Regions from separate parts of the Mus musculus genome. Here region 2 is linked to region 1. A link is a contact called in public Micro-C data. All regions are on one chromosome and are shown on one strand. Each heading gives the region's core, a stretch centred on a gene start, on an enhancer-like site or on the middle of the called end of the contact. The rest is flanking DNA. Distances are from core to core; before and after follow the strand shown. Region 1 holds the start of Reps2 (RALBP1 associated Eps domain containing protein 2). Region 2 overlaps Reps2 (RALBP1 associated Eps domain containing protein 2).

Region 1 (7,686 bases), core at 1,554-4,053:
GCAAAATGTGGAATGAGGAATGAAAGCTTTGAAAAGAGAAATTTTCTGCATTTGTAAGCAAACCTAGGTTCACCTCCTGTTGAGTGCAAAGCTAAGACAGGCAAGGGCAGGGCAGGGAATATGAGTGCTGAAATGTTAATAACTTTACTGGGTAAGATGAGTTATGTCCGAAACAGTACCTTAGTGAACAAAGGAAGCATGGGGATTTTATTCCAGGAGTGGACACACATACATATATGAAAACCCTTTATGGGCAGGCACATTTCTGAGCATGCTCAGTTTAAGGTGCTAGTTCAAGGAGAAGACACACATTTCTGGTTGTACTTAGCTTATGGTCATTTAGCCAGTGTTCAGAAAGCTACAAAAAACAGGCAACTCTTTTGGACTTGATCAGTTTGCATTATAAAGATAACAAGAATGCCTCTGGCTTTGTTCAACGTTCTTGCTAAAGTCTTATGAAATTTTACAAGCAGAAAAAAAAAACCAGACAGTGCATCGGAGCTTGTCTACACGTTCACGTGCACTTAGCTGCTAACATGCTTGGGCTGAATCTTTACTTTTTCTTCTCTGGTACTGGAGGACAGACTTGTGTTTGGCACATGCTGAGCAAATGCTGTGCTACTGAGTCATACCTCCACCATGAATCGTCTATATTTTATTTCTCCAGAGTCCAAAAGGGAAGTATAACTCTGGCTATAATTGAGGTTGACACGTTTCTTTTTTCTTTTGTACATCTCTTTCTTCCCTTTTCCTTGTCTGCTTTTCCATCTTTTGACTTCTTCATTCTTTTCTCTTCCTTCCATTGGTCCTTATTTTAGTTGACTATAATATCAAAGTGTGCTTGTTATCCTTGATAGTATTTTTGACTTGTTTTCGGCTTTTGCTTTTTTGTGTTGTTACTGTTCTTGCAATGGGTCTTCTCTGGAGTGGTCTCTGTCTCTGGAGTGGCAGGATTACAGGTATTTGCTACATCTGACTGCTTCACGCTTTTAATAAAAAACTGTTTGGGATGGAATATATATATATTCTTAATACACACATATTCTTTTATCCCTCTTTTATCACTATGTAGCCCTGGCTGGCATGAGACTCAGTAGCCCAGGCTGGTCTCAAACTCACAGAGATCCTTTGGCCTCTGCATCGTGAGTTCTGGGTTTACAAAGGTATGTGACACCAGGTCTAGGTCTAACAGGTCCTTTAATTAGTGTTTAATCACAAAGAGGTTTCCCCTTTTTGGTTAGTGTTTTGGCATGAGGCATGCATGTACAATGGTTACATTTGTGCAACTCTTCTCAAGAACAATGGCACTTAAGATTTTTCTTTTGGAACCCAGTGTGGTGGCACATGTCTTTTATCCCAGCACTCGGGAGGCAGAAACAGGCAGATCTCCATGAGTTTGAGGTCAGCATGGTTTGAGGCCACAGAGAGTTCTAGGACAGCCAGGGCTATGTAGAGAGACCCTGCCCTAAAAAATAAAAAACAGATTTTTCTTTTGGAAAAAATGCAAATATACAAGACTTATAACTGACATTTTCAACACTGTTGTGGGGCAGACGTTTTTCTTCTAGTATATTATTTGTGGATCCCCCCCCCTTTTTTTTGCAGGCTAGCTTGTAATTCACAGTGTAGCTAGAGTAGATTCAAAATTTTGGTCATTCCCCTGCCCCAGCCTCCTAGTGTTAAGGTTACAAACAAGAACCACCACACTTTTGGCTAGAGCAATAGCCATCAGGGAAGAAGCCCATTTGAACACACACACACACACACACACACACACACACACACACACACACGCACACGCACACGCACACGCACACTGGGTTTTAAAGTTCTGAGTTCCAGTGTTGACTTTTTTGGTAGGAACTTGGACAAATAAATTTTGGACAAAATGTAAAAAACTGTTGTTTTCCTGCCAAAAGAAGTGTTTTCTGAGCCAGATGTCTTAAGAAAAGACCTTGTCTAAAAAAAAAAAAATAAGAAAATAAAAAAATCCTTCCAGAAAGTGAGGACTCTGTGTTACAGAGGTCAGTACTTTCAGGACTTAAGAAGCATAAATTTTCCAGATAGTGTCTCTCACCAACTGTTTCCCAGATTTCAGTCAAGCAGTGGAGCATAATGGACCTCATATCTGAAAAACAAACAAACAAACAAAACCCCAAAACGCCTCTTCCCACTTCTTTCTCAAGGACCTTCTGAAGTACCTTCTTCAAGAAATACCTTCTGGCACTTCTCAGTAAGGTTCAAATCCAGATCCCAGCCATACCTGAGAAAGTGGCCAAACCCCATCATCTCTGGGGTGCTGCTGGGACCCCATTCACATCTTTGTTTTTGTTTGTTTGGTTGTTTTTTTTTTTTTTTTTTTTTAGCTTTTCAGGACATAGGAGGAAGGGAAATCCAACTTTTTGTGACTGGTCCTTTTTCTAATTGGACACCACATCCCTATGGGACTCCTAATGAGACAACATCTCAGTTTTCCCCATCCCCTGAAAAACTCTTTTTCTTGTGTGTGTGTCCAGATGTTCCCTTCTTAGCCAGGGTGGAGAGCCCAAGATGCCCCTCAGGAACACGGTGGGCTAGGTGGGCGTTGGCAGCAGCTCTCTCTGCCTGGCCTCCCTTGCAGAGCAGGTGAAAGGCTTGGGAGGGCGGCAGCCAGAGTTGCGTTCCTTACCTGGCGAAGGGGCGGAGCGGGGCGGGCTTTCGGGGAGGGGCCCAGGTGGGATTTCGGGCTGTGATTGGTCAGCGCCGCGCCTGTCTCCATGTGCCGCGCAGAGGAGGCACAACATTCAAGCCCGGAGGGGGCGGGGCCGGCGCTCTCTTGGAGGAAGCGGCGGCGCTGCAGCTGCGGGGCGTGGGGGCGGCGGCTTCGGAGGCCGAGGCGGCGGTGGTGGCCCTGGCGGCAGCACCAGCACCTCGGCCAGGGAAGGCGGTCGGTTCGGACGCTACAGAAGGCCCTATGGAAGTGGCAGCGGGCGGAGGCTGCGGCGCCGGGCCGCCTTTGCTGCTGAGCGATAGCGAGCAGCAGTGCTACTCTGAGCTCTTCGCGCGCTGTGCGGGCGCTGCAAGCGGGGGCCCCGGACCTGGTCCCCCCGAGGCTACCAGGGTCGCCCCCGGCACTGCCACTGCGGCCGCTGGTCCAGTAGCTGATCTGTTTCGAGCGTCGCAGCTGCCACCAGAGACATTGCACCAGGTATGTCTCTGCGCTCTTTTATCCCTCTCTGGTCTGTGGGGGCAGTGTCTATGGGAAGAATGGGGCAACAACGACTATTCCCAGGGACTATTCCCGGAGATCTGGAGGGCGGTGGCCAGGACCGCAAAAAAAAAAAAAAAAAAAAAAAAAAAAAAAGGGGGGTGCTCTCTTGCCGAGGATGGCGGCGACGCCCTTGTCCCCAGGGACACCAGCCTCCTCTGCAGCTCATCTGCTCCTAGCCTAGTGCTTGGCTGTGCTCTTCGTCTCTTGAGAAAGTCTGACACCCCTATCATATCTGGGGGTTCTACAATCTCCCAGACCCAAAGTTTGCCCTGTTCCGAAAGTGATGTTTGTTTTGGCTGCTGTTTGCTTTAACCTCTGTTCCTTGCTCCTGCCCCTCCCTTTGTTGACTACACTCTCGGGGTGCCTTGTTGGGATTTGAACTTGAAGGGTGTGTACATGTGTGTCTGTAGGCTCTGGGCCTACAGCTACATGTTGTCCTTTATACTTGTGATATGTACATATCTGCTACATAGATTTGTTCACTAATGTATTTCTGATTATTAGTATAGAACTGGAAAACCTTAAAGCCCAATTGTAGAACAGGGACTCAGGGCTACAAGATAGGAACATTGATCAAGTTCAAAGTAAGTTCCCCATTTGGGTCCAGGGGTGGATTCAGAAGTCTACAGCTGTAGTTTGTCATCTTATTGTCACTTGACTTTGACGTGGAGTTACGAAACAGACGGTGTCATAGCTTCTGTCTGTCTGCCCCGTACCTGGAAAGGAGGGAGGAGTGATTCACTGCAGGTGCTGTTTTGTGCTTTCCTCGAGGCTTGGAGAAATTGCTTGGGAAGCCCTTTGTCTGTCGGTTGATGTTACCAGCAGTAAATGGGGATCATATTGTTAATATCAAGCCCTAAATGTGAACCTATACTTAAAAAGCAATAGTGTGAAAGTTATTAGCAACAATGGAATATTTACAGTGGTGAGCAAATGCTTTAAAATGTAGTTCCTAGGAAGTACTGACGGTTTTATGGTTCACTTATCATATCTTTCTCTGCCTTTGTGAGGCCCGCTTTCTTTCTTTCTTTCTTTCTTTCTTTCTTTCTTTCTTTCTTTCTTTCCTTCTTTCTGGCACTCAAGACTGTTTTATACTGCTGGGGTATACATAGATGCTCCTATGTTTATGAGCATAATTTTAGCCACTTGGTTCACCTTTCGAATTGAGGATTTCTGAACATGATTAGTATTCATAGAATTTAGCATGGCTGTTTGTTCCTGTAGAATTCTGTGATAAGAAGATAGTTCTGCCACAGTTGCTAAGCAGTTGAGTTGCACGGGGTGATAAGGAAGTTGGTGTTCTGAAAGAAACTATTACAAGGACCTCAGAATACTGCTGAGCATAATAAATTTACTAAAGTGTCCGAGGCAATGCACCAAATAGTTGTGCTGTACATCTGGCCGGGATTAATTTGTGGACAGTAATACATCAAGTGTGATAAAAGAAAAGGGTGTATGAAAATTGGTTGAGGTTTTCCCAGGAATTGGAGAGGGGATCTTTCTAGTGTGATAACTGATGCTTTCTTGAAGAACATATAATTTAAAAAGAACCAAAGGTACTCAGCCCAGAGAAATAAAACACAGCCCTTTTAACATAACAAGTTAGAATGGCCCATTACTCTTGGTACAGGTAACAATTAACATTTAAAGTCACCCTGAACTGGGAAGGGTAGTCAAAACTGGGATCTAGTGGCTATCTAACTTTTATCTACCACTTTGGTGATGTGTGTGTGCCCTGTCTGACTTCATTTGTTTTAATTCATTAGTATACTAGCGATTTTAAAACAAATGTAGAAAACTTCCCCCTTTCCCTTCTAAACCGAAACCTGTAAGTTCAGATGTAAGTGGCCCAACAGGTATAACTGCTCAAATCATGGAGACAGTAACCAGACCTGGTAGTTTCTATGGTTAATGGCCAGATTTTCCTCTTAATAAGCATACGATTAAGATGACTGTAATGTAGGGCTGGGGATTTAGCACAGTTGGTAGAGTGCTTGCCTAGCATGCATGAAAGACTGGATTCAGTCCCCATCACTGCACAAAATCGGACATGGTGGCACATACCTATAATCTCAGCACTCTGGAGGTAGAGGCAACAAGGTCACAAGTTCAAGGTCACGCTCAGCAACATAGCTAATTTGAGGTCAGTCTGGGTAAATGAGACTTTGTCTTAAAATGATGATTATTATCTAATAACTCACAGAGATCCAATGATAGGCCATCCTTAGACATCAAGATAGGTTATAAATATTGTTTAACATGTACTATCAGGAGAAACCTTTAAATCGGGAAGAATCCCAGTTAGTAACATCTGATTGTCAGATAATAGATTAAGGCAAAGAAGCACGTCCTGGCTGTGAGAAGTAGGTTTATTTTATTTTATTTTAGATTTATTTATTATTTTATACATATAAGAGTTTTTCCTGTGTATGCCTGGTATGCACCAAGGTCAGAGAAAGGGCATCAGATTCCTGGGATCTGCAGTTACCAACAGTTGTGAGCTGCCATGTGAGTGCTGGGAATTGAACTCTGGTTCTCTGCAGGGGCAGCAAGTGCTCTTAAATGCTGAGCCGACTCTTTAGCTCCATAGGAAGATTTTAACATCTCTGGACACAGGCTTATCTTTGAGAAGTCATTAAAAATTTCAATTTAGGTTCCCTCGTGGCTCAAGCTGGCCTCAAACTCTCTATGTAGCAAAAGTTGACCTTGAACTCCTGCCACTATCTCCCAAGTGCTACTTATTTGAAAATTAAAAATATGTTCAAAATAAAACTGCTTAATCATTAAGGAGATCCACAGGTAAAAGGAAATCAACAAAATCCTTATCAGGAAAACTTTTTCCTGTTATGAGATTATTAGCCAGAACTATTTATTTAAATTTTAAATAGTTTTTCCTTTGGAGATAATATAATTTCTCCTTTTTTCTCTTTTACATTATTTCCCCTTCCTTTTCCCACTTTCAAACCCTCACATATATTATTCCTTGCTCTCACTTAAATTTATGGCCTCTTTTGAAATTCATTGTTGTTACATGTATATTCACATATATGTATATACATATATCTTCCTAAATCTAACCCTCTCGGTCTGTATAATGTTACTTGTATGTATATGTTTTCAGGGCTGACCATTTGGTATTGGATATTGGATATAGTTGATATGCTCTTCTCTGGGGAATGCTGTTTCTCCCACTCTCAGAATCTCTTAGTTGCTGTTGTTCTTTGTATAGAGTTTAGGCACCCCAGGCAGTCCTAGGCGAGACAATCTCACAGCAAACTCCCTGACCCTCTGGCTCTTACAGTCTTCCTACTCCCTCTTCTATAATGATCTCCAAGTGCTAGGCATGAGGGTGTGTTGTAGAAATGAATGGTGGTTTTGTTTTGTTTTGTTTTTTTGAGACAAGGTCTTATGTAGCCCGGGCCAGTCTCAAACTCCCCAAGTAGATGAAGACCACTTTAAACTCCCCCAGTCCTCCCTCTACTTCCCAGGTCCTGGGGATACAACCTGCCAAGTTTATCTTTCTAAAAGTGAATAGATACCAGCAGATACAGTAAGTACCACATTCAAGACACTGTCTACTTAAAAGGATGTTTGAAGTATGGTGCAGTGGGAGGCATGCCTAAAATCCCAGTTCTAGGGAAGCTGAGGCAGGAGGATAGCAAGTTTGAAGCCTATTTGATCTGCATAGTGAGACAATACTTCAGCATACACGACTTTTAAAGATTATTTTCTACTTTTGTTATATATATATATAAATGTCACTAAAACAAAACATTTTTACACGTTATTTTAGTTTAAAATAAGACATTGTATTCTACATCACCTTCTACAACTTGTTTTTCCTCTCATTGTTATATTTTTTTTGGAATTTGTCCTTGTTGACATATGTCCCGTCAGTTTGTTTGCTTCCTTTTGAAAACTTTATTACCCACGCTGACAGTGAGTCATCATGATATTGTGGAAATCTTTATGCCAAAGGAAAGTAGGTGACCTTCTTGATTTATGGACAATGTAACATGACTAAGGATTGTTCCAAACACATGAACATCAAAAATACCTCATTCTATTCACATACAATGCACACTGTCATTAGTGAGTGTTTTTCAGTGGTCTTTTAATCTTATTTATTTATTTATTTATTTATTTATTTTTTGGTTTTTTGAGACAGGTTTTTTTTTTTTTAAAGATTTATTTATTACATGTACTTACACACCAGAAGAGGGCGTCAGATCTTGTTACAGATAGTTGTGAGCCACCATGTGGTTGCTGGGATTTGAACTCTGGACCTTCGGAAGAGCAGTCGGGTGGTCTTACCCACTGAGCCATCTCACCAGCCCCGTCTTTTAATCTTACTAAGTTTTTCTGCTAGAGAATATTCTATTAGCTTTTGTAATCAAATCCACACAGATAAGACCTTATATATTTAATACAGTATA
Region 2 (7,686 bases), core at 2,515-5,014, 140 kb after region 1:
TAGGGAGTTTGCTTTGTGCCTTGCTGGCATTTATGAGACTTTCAGCTCCCTTTCTTCCTTGCTTGTCTAACCCAAGGATTTTAATGACCATCATCAACCTATGCTGCTTCATACCAGAGGAGGCTTTTATCTTTAGAATGGTGTGGATGAGGACAGAATAGCATAGCAAGATACTTTCTTTTGGATAAATAATGTGAAACAAAGAAACAACTTATATTCTCCCCATTTCACTCTTCCTGTGGATTTTTATGATAAACATTTGCAGCGTTTGCAAAACCATAGCAGAGCTCTGAGGTTCTAAAGACACCTTCTACAAATAAGTGGAAACACAAAAGAGAGCTCGCCACTACTTCTGATGGGAACGTGGGCTCCATGGCTACTGATAGTGAGCATGAGCTTCTGATTTAGGTTTCATTAGGAAAAGTGTGGTTGAAACACATTTTAATCCATCGTACTCTTTGTATGATTTGGTTACAAAGACAGGGGAATGAACCAGAGTATTTTCTCTTTCATATTTTTATAGAGGGAGGTTTTTGAGATAGGGTTTCATTCTGTAGGTTAGCCAGGCTATTCTGGAATTTACCGTGTAGCCCAGGCTGCCCTCAAACCCATGATGATATTCCTGAGCCAGCTTTCCAAGTGCTGGGATCATAAGCATGGGCAGCCACGCCTGGCTATGGGTATTTTCTTATAGGAAAAGCTGCACACCTTTTTAACTTTGTTTTGTAAGAGCTCAGCTTTCTCATGACCATGGTAACCATGGTGCTCTACGCATGCACACATGTATGTATACAAATGTGTACATACACACACATGCATGAATGTGCACAGGCTCTCATTAAATTAGTCTTGGCTGGCTTAACTCAATATATAGACAAAGCTGGCCTTGAACTTGTGGCAGTCCTCCTGCTTCTGCGTCTAGAATTCAGGTATTAGCCACTATATCTGACTCTGGCAATATTCTATAGTTACAGAAGATATGCAGCTAGATATATTCCTAACCTTTGTGGGAGATTGGTTTCAAGTCTATTATTAGACTATCATGGGAGACCAAGAAGCCCTCAGGTGGGAATCTATCATATAAAAAGACAAACTTTTAAGTAGGTTGTCTTTTTATCTTGGAATGTCTCCATTAATCCATTTAGACTTAAAAAAATTTTAGACTTGAGAATGGTCTCTCAGTGTTTCTATGAAAGAAAACTTGCTGGACTTCTTTCCCTCTCTTGCCTTTAACTTTAAAAGTAAAATAAGAATTATCATAGTGTGGAAGCCCCTGCGTTCTCACATGGGTACATCAACCTCAGTTTTGCGTGTTGCTGCGTTCTGTACTAGCCTAGGTGCTACTTACTACCCTGATTAGCTGAGAAATGAGAAGCCAAGCAACCAACAAATAATCTTTTGTTTCAGCAACTTCTAAGGACTACAACAGTCTCAAAGCAAGACCAAGATCCAGGTAGTGTTTATTTAATTTCTCATTTGGTGCCTGTTGTGCCTTTTCCCTGCCTAGAAGTAAATAAAAATCCCCCAAACCACATCCAAATCACTATCTGGTTTACCTTTCGATTTAAATCTAAAGATGTGGGTCATTTCACTTCTCAAGAGTGGCCTGCCTCGATTACACAGTGATGCTGGAGAGCCTTTTAGTCTTTGTGGGCATTAGTGCTAGAAGATGGTGGCTAGGTGTTATCTGGACCCCTGACAGGAAGTAGTTTGTGTAACATGACTGAGCTGGGGTAGGTGTATAGCTTTGTTAAGAGAGAATTAGGGCTAAAAGGCAACAACTAACATTTCTGTGAATGTGAACACCGAAACAGTAAGAACTCAGGAACAGAAAATCTATAGAAGGGAAAATGTTTATGGTGACTTCAAGGAGGCACCGGGCTTCAGGTAAGCACTACCTAGAGTCTGTGTGAGCCATTCTTGGTGTCTTTTCTCAGCTTCACAGTTCTAAAATAGCCATCAACAAAAGAGGAGAACCAAAAGAACAGAGCGTGGCTGTTATCAGCTTTGGAATGGAGGAGCAGAGGGGAAATCCAGAGACACCGAAAGAGCTAGGACACTGAAGACAAGAAATATCGGGGCCACTTTTAAGCAGTAGAGCTGTAGTGTAGTATGGGCTACCACATGGTTGGTTGTGTTTTTTGTTTGTTTGTTTGCTTTGCTTGGCTCTAACCCTCAGGGACTTCTTTTCCTCCTTCAGCTTCAGCTCCTCTCCACCACTCCGCAAGTTGATTTAAACCATATCATATTTTATGCACTTGAAAGTTAAGGAACACTACCTAAATGTAAATCAAACAATTTAGGCTTCACTTTCTTGTTCATATAGGCCACAGATACTTATATTAATATATATTTTAAACAACAATTTCAGTAAAAAGAAAAGTATGGTCACTTTTTCTTTGGTGACCATATTTAATCATTCTTTTTTCTTTTAAGGATTGGCAGATTCTTTACATATTAGTCTGTACTAGCTCTGGGATACAGAAATGATAATATTAACCTACATTTACAATAAGAAAGGCCTTCCATGGGCTGGATAGATGGCTCAGTGGTTAAGAGCACTGACTGCTCTTCCAGAGGTCCTGAGTTTAATTCCCAGCAACCACATGGTGGCTCACAACCATTTGCAGTGGGATCTGATGCCCTCTTCTGGTGTGCCTGGAGATAGCAACAATGTACTCATATACATAAACAAACAAACAAATAATCTCTTTTTAAAAAAGAAAGGCCTTCCATGAATTGCAGAAATGAGCTGATGTATACTATATTAGCCACAAACAACTTCATAAATATGGCTTTGATATATACGATATTAGCCATTGAATTGAACTTCATAATATAGCTTTTGATGAGTTCTTCTCTCCTCTCACTATGAATGAAAGTACAAAATCCCAAAGGCACATCCTCCACTAGTAATGGACTGGACAAATTTAATGTATTATTCTTTCAGAGGTTGGACCCTTGGTCCAATATGGATAATTTTATTTTCCTTATTTCTAACGGATTATTTACTGAGATCAAGACTGTCAAACCATCTTTATTCTCATTTGTCAAGTGGTAAGAATTTGTAGAAGTATAAGGGTAAGAGGGAAAATGACCATTCTGCTATGATGTTGTCCATCATTTTGCCGATCCCTTGCACATTATGTTTTGGTTTACCTGGTCACAGTCATGCCATACAGTCTTACTTATTTGATATTGATTACCTTTCCATGTAAAAATATAAACATGGAGATCATATACAGGAAGGAAGTGTGGGATAGTATGTATATGTATGTACATATATGAGTATGGGATAGTATGTATATATGTGTACAAGCATATGCATGCTCACACAAACTGATACACTTATGTTTCTATACTTATTTTTTCTTCCTTGTGTAGAACATGTCACCAAAGCTGTACATGGCATAGAAAGCTTTTTTTTTTTAAACTTCTAGCTAGGAACTCTAGCTTACTTGATGAACAGTTGTTGATTCCCTTTGGTTCTGTTTGACAGAGTTAGAGAATTTTTCCCTTAGCTCTAGTCTTTGTTTGCCTTGACTGTCTAGCCAGATACAGTACAAGAATCAAACAAAGAGAATTCCCCCAAACCATTATTATGGTTGACTTAAAGACTGCTTCCTTGCAAGACAAACAAAACCTGTAGACACCACAGAAAGACCTTTGGGAAGCTTTTGTTTTTTGAAAAGAAAAACATTGCCTAGCAACATTTGACTATGAATTGGACCTCTTGGGACCCTGCCCCTCCCTGCTGAACTATTGGTTACTGACGGATTCTGGAAGAAGAGCAGCCATTGTGTCTAGTTGCATACCCACCAAGGAGTTCACCAGGCACAAATCGAAAGTTTCAAGTCTGTAGTCACACAATAAACCTCAGTGGGTCTAATGAGCAAAGAAACAAAACAAAATAACAAGCAAAAAACCTCATGAATGTGGGAAGGAGACTTGGGAAGAAGCAGGAATAGTAGAAATGGGAGGGAATTTAGAGAGGGGGCTGTAATAATCCACATGCACATTACACATATATGAAGTGGTCAAAGAACAGACCTAACAAAAGTTCAAAGCAAGCAAAACTTTGCTTTGTCAAAAACAGCTTTACCAAAACTAAAGGAGTTTAATAGCCATCGATCAACTCTGATTTAGTAAGAACTGTTGTAATAGCTAATTACAAAAGCAAGTTTCCTGAAGGTAATTTCTTTCTCAGATGTATCTTGCTTCAGAGGTAATTTTCTGCTTTCTGCTTTGTCATGAAGTCAGCTGAGAAAGTGAACAGCAGAGATGGACACACATATCTCCGTGTTTTTCCTGATCATCATATTAGGAACTCGTCCATATTAATAAACCAAAAAGTATGTTATTGCATTAACATAGAAAACAAGTATGTTGCCAATATCCTAGCTACTACTCCAGGAAGATTTACTCTCTGTTTCACAAGCACTGAACCAACACCTTAAAAACTGAAACAGATCAGAGTTTGCAAGATTCTGGCTTTTTCCTTCCATTTTTTTTAAATGCTATTATTATAGTGTCAGAAGTCACCAAGTTAGCTGTGCTTTGCCTCACTTTAAAGCACTTTAAAGAAAGTTCAAGTTAAGCCTTTGCTTTGAAAATTTCCATAAACCCTCTTAGGACAAGGCTGGCTTACCTCCTGAAGCTGATTGCTGTGTTTCCCTTTCTGAATGAAGCATCGTTTGTGGTATAAGCCTTGTGTTTGAGTTCTTGGTCAGTGTGGCTGTCTCAATTCCACATTTGCCTGCGATCACACTGTGAGTAAACCAGGGTTTTAATCAGTTAATACCATGAAGCCCTTTTCCTCAAACACAGAAGGCTGCAAGCTGAAAGGCTTATTTACACATTGTTCTTATTAACAACTATCACAGAAACTGATTTGAATTTATATAAACCATTTTTGGAGAAGTTGTAAATTTAGGCCTAATAATATACTAAGGGCAAAAGATCCCAGTAATGGCTGGGTTTGGACAATTATTATACGCAATGGCATTTAAGGGACAGTAGAATTTCTAGCTGCCCTTTGGCACCTTGCCTGTTCTCTGCAGTCATTTTGACATTGGGGTATTCTCTGTTTCCACCCAGCTTCAGGGAATAAAGCTCTGCTCTTTTGCTCTGACCTTCCCTTATTTTGCTACAGATCTTACTCTAGCACCTCCATAGAAGAGGCCATGAAAAGGGGTGAGGACCCTCCCACCCCACCACCACGGCCACAGAAAACCCATTCCAGAGCCTCCTCCTTGGATCTGAATAAAGTCTTCCTGCCCAGTGCGCCAGGTGAAGTGTCCCTCTGCATCTACCCAAGCTGTTCCCTTGCCTGTTGGAGCCAGTGCACATACATCCCTGCTGCAGAGGCCTCTGTGTTAGGGAAAAGAGCACACAGACCTGGCAGCTTTCCTTGCCATGCAAGTCTTTATGTTGCTATGATATTCTTGGGCAGGAAAAAAAAATCCCAGACAGATGCATAGCATATGGGGCTGGAGACTTTCCCACACTGCCAAGAATCAAGAATTATGAAGTTCGTTTTTTTTTTTTTTTTTTTTAAGTAGGAGAACAAAAATGCTTCAACTGCAGACTGCCCACTGTGAGCCTGCCTGGCTGCAGTCTTGTCCTCTATATCATGGTAATTTTAAAGTAAGATCACTGCTATTTTCCTGACACATTATGTGTGTTTTTGAGGTCAGAGCTCAGTGACCAGCCCCTGGCCAGAACCTTCTATGGGAGTTTATCCTTGTGTTCTTAGGGTTCAATTCAGAAGACTCCAAATCTGAATGATGTTTGGGTGCTGGGTAGGGGTATAGAGCCGTGGGGCTTGTGGGTGGGCTGCTTTGGAGTTTCTGGGAATTAGTTTTGAGTCAGCAGAGCTGTATAGCTGCACTGGGGCCAGAGGTGTCAGAGAGGACGGCCTTTTCCTTTACTTCCTGTGAGGTAGGTAGGGTGTGTCCTCCTAGGAAAGCCGAGGAACAAAATGTAGGAAACACGCCTTTGCTTCAGCACAGGTGACAGCAGATTGTCTCAGCCGTCATGAGGGGAGCTACAAGGGCCTTTCCACTGATGTATGTAAGCGAACTATCAATAGAATTTCCTGAAATGTTTTCTCGATCTGTATGCAGTTTAAATCAAGGCAGACTTGCCTGGTAGTGATGTGTAGATGATTACCGCTTCTACTAAAGCACAGCGTCTCATTGGCATGAGCTCCGTGTCCTGGCAGAGCTCAGGGTGTTCCCATGTTCTAGTAAATACTCTTCTTATAGTGAAGGTATAGATGGTTTTTTAAATATACACAAATTGGGACTTCTCTATCAAACTGATTCTCTGCAACGAGTTCATCAGATCAAAATTTCTCTTAAATCTTCCACTATACTTTGTTCCAAATTCTGACATAATTTCATAGGTCTTTAGGGTAAGAGTAGCCATAGGTTGATGAGATTATGAAATTTTCACATGGATATAGGATTAGGAACTAGAAGACTCTACTGTGATTGCAAGAAGACTAAAATGATATGGATAGCTGTGTCAGTGTCTTTCCCTTGCATGGACTGAGAATGGAAACGTTATGTGGATCTCAGTGTATTTGGAGCATGGGTCGATGCTTTTTGCCTGTTTGTGTTTCAGAGAGTGAGCTAATCTTTTGCCCCAGATTTTTTATCTTAAAGTAAGGCCAATATGTGCACTTGGGATTGTAAAGCTTTGGTTAGTTGATAAACATACTTCAAATGTTAACCTGCTTGGCCTTAATATGTACCCAAGGCTCACATTTCCATGGATGAAAAGTTCCAGGGGCAGCCCCGATACTTTGTTTTCGAGTGATGAAGACAAAGCCCCAGCACTCCCTTGACGCCAGTGGATAGTTCTGTGATTCTTTCCAGAAAGTTTTTTTAGAATGCTTACAGAAATATCAGAGTACGGTTTAGTTTGTCATCGCACCTATTTGTTAACAAATCTTATATGTTTCTGTCCCCCCTGCTCTGTCTAACTTTGCCCATAACTATATAAGATGTACCCTGAAGTTCCCTTCTTAAGGCTGCTTTAGGGACATTCTGAATTCAGGCAGTGTCTTTTAACATCTTCAATGGTGACATGTATTTCTTGATGAAAAGTATTTTGGTTTGATAAATGTGTTGGAGAGAACTCTTTCATTATGTCTAGATAAATTTAATAGTTGCATTAAAAATAGCTGATAGGGCACTAGGAAAGATGACCCAATTGTTAAGAGTATGGGTCACTCTTCCAGAGGGGCCTAGATTCAGATCCCAGCACCCACATGGCTACTCTAAGTATCCGTAACTCCAGTTCCAGGGCATCCAACGCTCTCTGGCCTCCATGGACACTGCATGTATGTGGCTCACAGACTTATACGCAGGCAAAGTACATGCGCACAAATGATGATGATGATGATGATAATAATAATAATAGCTGGGCAGAGAGATCTGCATTCATAGCCTAATTCCACTGTCTTTTAAGCATAGGTGTACACAACTGGATATTTTTTGTTTTGTTTTCATATAGGGTCTCACTCTTTAGGCCAGGCTGGCCTCAGAATCACTATGTAGTCCCAGGGTAGTCTAGAACTTTTAGGGGAATCCTCCTGCATCAGTCTCTCAAGTACTTACAGAGAAGGCTTACAGAAATGAACTTTTAACAAGCAGTTTAAATTTATCTCATGAGGAATAG

Evidence for each region. Hi-C and Micro-C count contacts between places; a contact is called where the count stands out from the background.
Region 2: a contact with region 1 is called in a Micro-C map of embryonic stem cells, with 2.4 times the contacts expected there. The contact joins the enhancer-like site here to the promoter of Reps2 in region 1. A contact is called at or near these places in 2 of 39 promoter capture datasets (both in liver), 6 of 484 Hi-C or Micro-C datasets (cerebral cortex, embryonic stem cells, muscle stem cells and 3 more), 2 of 115 datasets of contacts at active chromatin or transcription factors (bone marrow-derived macrophages and fibro-adipogenic progenitors) and 3 of 9 other capture datasets (adipose tissue, liver and pancreatic islet).

Annotation. Positions count from the first base shown.
Region 1 is chrX:162,638,775-162,646,460 of GRCm38.p6, reverse strand. It overlaps Reps2 (RALBP1 associated Eps domain containing protein 2), which reads left to right and starts at 2,803. Exons shown (of 18, transcript NM_178256.4): 1 at 2,803-3,187. The coding sequence starts at 2,954.
Region 2 is chrX:162,501,374-162,509,059 of GRCm38.p6, reverse strand. Reps2 (RALBP1 associated Eps domain containing protein 2) reads left to right here. Exons shown (of 18, transcript NM_178256.4): 12 at 1,408-1,453; 13 at 5,153-5,289. Among named protein-coding and RNA genes, the nearest start is that of Reps2, 140 kb to the left of the region's middle. Within about 2 kb of position 3,764, at least 8 of the 459 cell types and tissues checked have an H3K27ac peak or open chromatin away from gene starts, as enhancers often do. A contact at or near this core is called in embryonic stem cells, where this site is marked.